Linked DNA regions of Mus musculus: region 1 is linked to region 2. Evidence: chromatin contacts called from public promoter capture Hi-C data. All regions are on one chromosome and are shown on one strand. The core of a region is the stretch at or near the end of the contact, and the rest is flanking DNA. Distances in the headings are between cores, read along the strand shown.

Region 1 (2,902 bases), core at 88-2,587, 560 kb before region 2:
ATCAGTAACCTTTCAAAAAGCACTAATAAATATTGATGCTTTGGGCTTAGAGGGCTCACAGAAACTGAAACTGCATCCACAGCTTGTATGAGACTGTGCTAGATCAGTGCTCTCAGCAAATGTCTAGCTTAAGAAGTGATGAGGCAAGCCGGGCGTGGTGGCACATGCCTTTAATCCCAGCACTTGGGAGGCAGAAGCAGGCGGATTTCTGAGTTCGAGGCCAGCCTGGTCTACAGAGTGAGTTCCAGGACAGCCAGGACTATACAGAGAAACCCTGTCTCGAAAAACCAAAAAAAAAAAAAAAAAAAAAAGTGATGAGGCCTGGACAATGCAAGTTGCCTGCATTGCAAGTATCATCGTTTCATCTGAAGTGTGTTTAAGGAGAAATTTCTGCTTTCAAATTCAAAGTGCCGAATCTTTTTCTAGTACCTGCTTGGCTCATTGCTTATATATGTGTGTCTAAACTTCTGCACGTCTGTCTGACTGCTTATCTGTCATGTACCTAATGCCAGAGGAATAATTCTGGAATGATTTCCTATTTAATAGTGTGAAATTGTCACTAAGATTAAGTTTTTTACTGGGTCATCAAGATCTAGTCATTAGGAGGTAGAACCCAGAGGGTCAGCAGAAAGTTTATCTATCTATCTATCTATCTATCTATCTATCTATCTATCCATCCATTCTATTTGAAGAAAGTGGGAGAGTTCTAAGAGCCAAGATTTCACGGTTCATGGGTGTAAACACCAACTCAGACTTCTGACATAGTCGTGGTTTACTGTTAGCATCTAACCCTAAGGGAGATAGATTCCAGTTCCCAAGACCAAAAGGAACGGAGCAAAACAGTTAGATACAGAAACCTGTGAGTTACCAGCTGAGGACATAAGTTTCGGGCGGAATCTTTGTCTTCAGAATCTTTACCATAATCCAGACCTCATACCTCCACCAGGTCTGCGACAGCCAGGGGCACACGAGGGACTCACGGTAACAACTCTCCGTGGGAGGGGACCGGCAACGAAAGACGCAGGACAAAAGAGAGTACCTGACTTGTGGATTTCTCAGGACGGAACTCCAAATCCCTCAACACAAGCTGCATTCTAAGAGTCTACCTCGGTACCAGCGACCAGCTTAGAATCCCCTGCTTCCGCCCACAGAACTTTGTCCTTCAGCTAGCTTACTGAGCATGCGCAGAATCTAGATCACATGCACTTGCTGAGTCCAATTCAAGTTCCAAACTCAAGAAGATGGGCGTTCCTCAGCGTAGGGCGGAGTCTCTGAGACTAAAACGTGTACGATTGGTCCGCCTCGGGGTCCACTTTCTTCAGTGGGCAGAGCCTCGCCTGGAGCCACAGCTGGGAAACAGTTCTCCTAATTTGGGAAGTGTCAGGCCGGGAGGGGCGTGGGGTTGGCCGGATTTTGTGTGCGCCTGCGCGATCGCTGGGACAGGGTGTGTTCCTGCTGCGGGATCCTGTTTTCGGCTGATCCAGTTCATCGCTCTCCACCCGAGTTTCCCTTGCAGGTCCCTAATCACACCCACCAGGTGTTGCTCGCTGCGGTGAGTGTGCGGGGTCCAAGTCCTCCATTAAGGACTCCATGGTGATACCCATTCTCCCCTAGGCAGCCCTGGAGAATTCAGCCTGGGCCTCTGCTCCTTTCCTGCCTTAACCTGCCCCACAACCCCCAGGCTCCCATTTTTGCCATCATCCACGTGCTTTGTTGTCCTTTGCTACAGAACATGTCCAAGTCACTGAAGAAGCTGGTGGAGGAGAGCAGGGAGAAGAACCAGCCGGAAGTGGACATGAGTGACAGGGGTATCTCCAGTATGTTGGATGTCAACGGCTTGTGTAAGTTCTCTTGGACAGTTGCTAAGTTTGTAAGTAACTGCTCTCTTGGGAGGCGAGTTTCGGAAGCCTGCCATTCCACCTTTGCTCGTCACTTGGTCACTTGTCAGGAGCTTGCAAACCACAGTTAGTTCTGCTGGGACTGGTGAACCAGATGAGAACGTCACACGAGGTGTGCTGCAGTTCCTTCTCAGCGGGTGAGGGAGCTTCATAGCTTTGAAGTCCATCTTCCATGTAGTGTCCCAAGTAGCCATTTTTGTTTGTAATTTGGAAGTCACGTTTTACTCTATGAATCATGAGCTGGTGGTACTCAAAAATTACATGCATAGTAAGAATTCTTGTGCCAGTAGTATTTTCAACATTTTCCTTCATTACGTATTCCTGGGTCATTCTCCCATTTGTGTTCAGGCATTGCTCAATCTTGTGATCCAAGCTCAGCACCCGTTTAATCAGGGTGTTGCTTTCAGCTGTGAACTTATATGACTCTTACTTTATTGTTTTTTTCTCATCTGTAAAACCAGACAGGGAACTCAGTACAAGTGGGAATGGTCATAAACTCCATTGCCTGTGCCCTTCTCATGGGCATCTCCTCTTCTCCACATGGAGACGGTTATCCCCATGTGTAAATGCTGCATCACTATCGCCAGATTTTGTGTTGAGAATTCTAGTGTCCACTTTTTCATGATCTTTAAATTCTGCAAACTAATTCTGGTCTTTGAAAACACTTTTTAAGTAAGTCACCACGCTTCTGTAGGTTCCTGTGACTTCATTTGGATCCTCTGAGAGCTTAACTGTTGAGAGTGGTACCCCCACATTCCTCAGCGGGACATACAAGGTCTGATTCTGATCATAAACCGATCCCTTCCATGCATTCATTCCAAGCGATGTTGAATAAGCTCCACTGAGTGACCCTGAGCAGCCAGATCTTCCTGACTTGCAAGTCTGTTGTCTCCTTATCTATATGCCTTTCCACCTGACGTCCCTTAACTTAACTGCCAAGAGTCAGCTCAGACATCATAGCCTATGAAAAACGTTCTCTTTCTATCTTCCTGTGTGAACCCACC
Region 2 (2,889 bases), core at 228-2,727:
GCAACCCAGAACTTCTCCAAGCTCCATAGGCAGGAAAGGTGAGCCAAGGTGCCGTAGCACATCTATTATTAATGACATCTCTGTGCACAAGCTAGAGTTTTCATGAAAGTCTCACAGGCACAAGGAAAATGTTTGCAAACATCAGAGTTGAGCAAGGAAATATCATTATCTATGATCTAAATACCAAAGTCTGTGCGTTTTTTAATTTTGGCAATGTGGACGATTCCCTTCCTCCCTACCCCCCGTAAGGAGCCTAAGACTCACAAACATGGGCTGTTAGTAGAGAGATGAGAGTATTTTCAGACAGTGGAGGGATAAAATAGGAAGACCTGTAATTATCTGCAAATTCCTTTGGAATCCAGCAGCTGTATTTGAGATGCACACTTAACCAAACAACAGTAGTGTGGTACGTACATACAAAAATTAAGTGTTTATTTTTTTGTTGAGACTCTCTTTGTGCATAACATTTTCACTGATTTTTTTTTTTTTGGAGTGCGTGAGAAGAATCAAATTATGCTTATTAAAAATATGTGTTTCTGGAGGGATATGCATTCCTATAACCTTCATTATGATGCTCTTAATTAACCAATATGCTTCATAATAAAGTATCTGGCTGTCACTAAAATCAACACTTTTCAGTTATTAATAGATTAAGGAAAGAATGTTAATTTCTTCAAGCTCCATTTCATTTGGTCTCATTACTTCAGGAGCCAGATGGTTACAGGGCTGGACCTGTCAACAGCTACTGTGAGGGAGAATACATTGAGAAACACCAAACCCAAGTACAAACAACAGCAGAAAAATGAAGAAGGCGGTAGCCGCACACCATGTGCAGGGCAGGGCAGAAAGTTATTCTGACAATAAATAAAATTATGAATCAGATCATTCTAATTGAGGATTTGAACAAATGCCCGCTTGTTCTTCCTCTTCCCCGTTATACCCCTCCCCAAATAACCACCAAGCGGGGCTCCAGCTGTGTGCTGAGACACTCGCCATTGTTCAAGCGCCCGCGATTTCTCTTATCTCTAGGGCTGCCAGTATTTGACAGTTCTCCTACACTCTTGGTTGATGGATGATGTCAATGCAGAGGAGACAGTACCACCAGCAGCCAATTTTTTCAAGATGTTTTCTTCTTTGATTTAAAAAAAAAATCACTTCTGAGTGCTTCAGAAAGCAGTCTGTCTCTCCAACCTGGCTTTTCACGACTTCATCCCACCCCGTTTGCAGGCCACACGTGGGTGAGGTAGTTGTTCCTCGTATCCTGAACATTGGTGAAACCTATCCCCAGGTTTCCCAGCAACCTCCATGAGCACAGCATTCAGTAATTCAGGCATCCCACAGACACGTACAAAGCAAAAACCAGATGCTGGCAACTTAGACCACGGTTTTGGTGAATTTCTATGCTCTGACTATGCCAGTTTCTCTTATCTGCCAAAGAAAGACACTGTGTTCTCCGTGTGAAGTATTTGTTCAAGTGTGAAGTGTTATGCAACTTGTAATCCTATGCCACAATAGCAGCTCATGGGCACGATTCTGTGTCTACTCATTCTTAACCGCAGATGTGTAAAAACCTGCCCCCTAGTGGACATGAAGCAATTTGCAAGCTGCTTCTCTCCTACCCCAAACCCCATCTCCACCCTTTTAAAGGGTGGGGTTCTTCTAATTGTACAGAGTTGCTGGACATTAGCACCTATAAGTCTAGCAGATGAAAATTAAGGCATTCAGGACCCGAAGAAATCTTAGAGTTTTTCTGTTCAAACCTTGCATTTTACTAATTAGAAAAAAATCAAGAAATCACAAGAACTTCTACGGTACCAGGTCCTAGATAACACCTAACCTGTTTCAGATCTGCAAACGGAAGGGTCAATAGAATCCAAGCTGCCCTTGGACGATGGATCATAATAAGTTAAGTGCGTCATCATCTCTTTATAAATCAAGAAGTTCATTAACCTCCAGGCATGTCCTTCCCGTGTGTTGTAGAAAGACTACTATGTTCCAGGCATCAGAACAGACACTGGAGACAGCTGCAGAGCGAATGTGTATCCAGACAGCAACTTCTCTCAGCAATAGTTTTAGCTTTTCCAGGAAACGAATTTTACTTAAATAGCCAAACCAAACAGGAAGCATGCTTAAAATTTACTTAGCACTGACTGTGACTAAAAGAACATTACTTTTGCAATATGTCCTCTACATACAGGGATAAAAATCCTTATACACTATTCTTTAACCGGATTGGTGATGTGCACTTTAACAGGGAACGAATCCAGTTAAAGTCTAAGGAAATTTCTGCCAGCTCTGATGAGAACTATCACTTGTATTTCTTAATGCTTCTCTTTGAAATGTTCAAGCATTGCCAGTCTGTTCTGTTTTGCTAGTCCAGGTTAGCTGGGACTGGGAACCTCTAGAGACCTTTTAAGCTAAGGTCCTGATGCCATAAGTGACTAACTCTGTATTTTAGGTTTTTATCCTTGTCTTCAGAATCACTGGCACCTATTTTCCAATGAAATGTGAAAGAGTTAGCTGCAATTAATGGCAGTAGCTGTCTATTTCCAACCACTCAAGAAGCTGAGGCTTGTAAACCTGGAGTTTTACATAAGTCTGGGCAACATAAAAGAGATATGGTCTCAAACAATTAATTAGTGGCTAAGTACACTGACTCTGGAGAACAGAGCACATTCCTACTGGTGTAGATATTGAAGATATTAAGAACATTCCATGCTTAAACTGTTAGTGGTGATTTTTTTTTTTTAAGAGCAACTTTCAAAAACAGGGGAATGGTTCATGAGAAATACATTGCTCTGCTCAAAATTCAAAGTGATAATAGATCCACTGAGTACTTGGAAAAGCAGTGTGCATCCTTCCCTCTAGAGTTACCTCCTTAACTGAATA

The links. Promoter capture Hi-C pulls out the DNA fragments that hold promoters and counts their contacts.
Region 1: a promoter capture Hi-C map of hippocampal neurons shows a contact between it and region 2, with 8 times the contacts expected there. The contact joins the promoter of Rsu1 here to the enhancer-like site in region 2. A contact is called at or near these places in 11 of 39 promoter capture datasets (the 3T3-L1 cell line, the C10 cell line, the HPC-7 cell line and 6 more), 3 of 15 datasets of contacts at CTCF or cohesin (the NIH/3T3 cell line, embryonic stem cells and stem cell-derived epiblast-like cells), 31 of 484 Hi-C or Micro-C datasets (the 63-12 cell line, the Ba/F3 cell line, CD4 T cells and 17 more), 10 of 115 datasets of contacts at active chromatin or transcription factors (the 230-238 cell line, CD4 single positive thymocytes, bone marrow-derived dendritic cells and 5 more) and 3 of 9 other capture datasets (adipose tissue, liver and pancreatic islet).

The regions. Positions count from the first base shown.
Region 1 is chr2:13,269,850-13,272,751 of GRCm38.p6, reverse strand. It overlaps Rsu1 (Ras suppressor protein 1), which reads left to right and starts at 1,337. Exons shown (of 9, transcript NM_009105.4): 1 at 1,337-1,552; 2 at 1,730-1,841. The coding sequence starts at 1,733. Gm13270 (a long non-coding RNA gene) reads right to left here and starts at 1,175. Exons shown (of 3, transcript XR_865976.2): 1 at 1,040-1,175.
Region 2 is chr2:12,707,914-12,710,802 of GRCm38.p6, reverse strand. No RefSeq gene overlaps it. Among named protein-coding and RNA genes, the nearest start is that of Pter, 210 kb to the left of the region's middle. Within about 2 kb of position 1,477, at least 50 of the 459 cell types and tissues checked have an H3K27ac peak or open chromatin away from gene starts, as enhancers often do. A contact at or near this core is called in the NIH/3T3 cell line, cerebral cortex and hippocampal neurons, where this site is marked.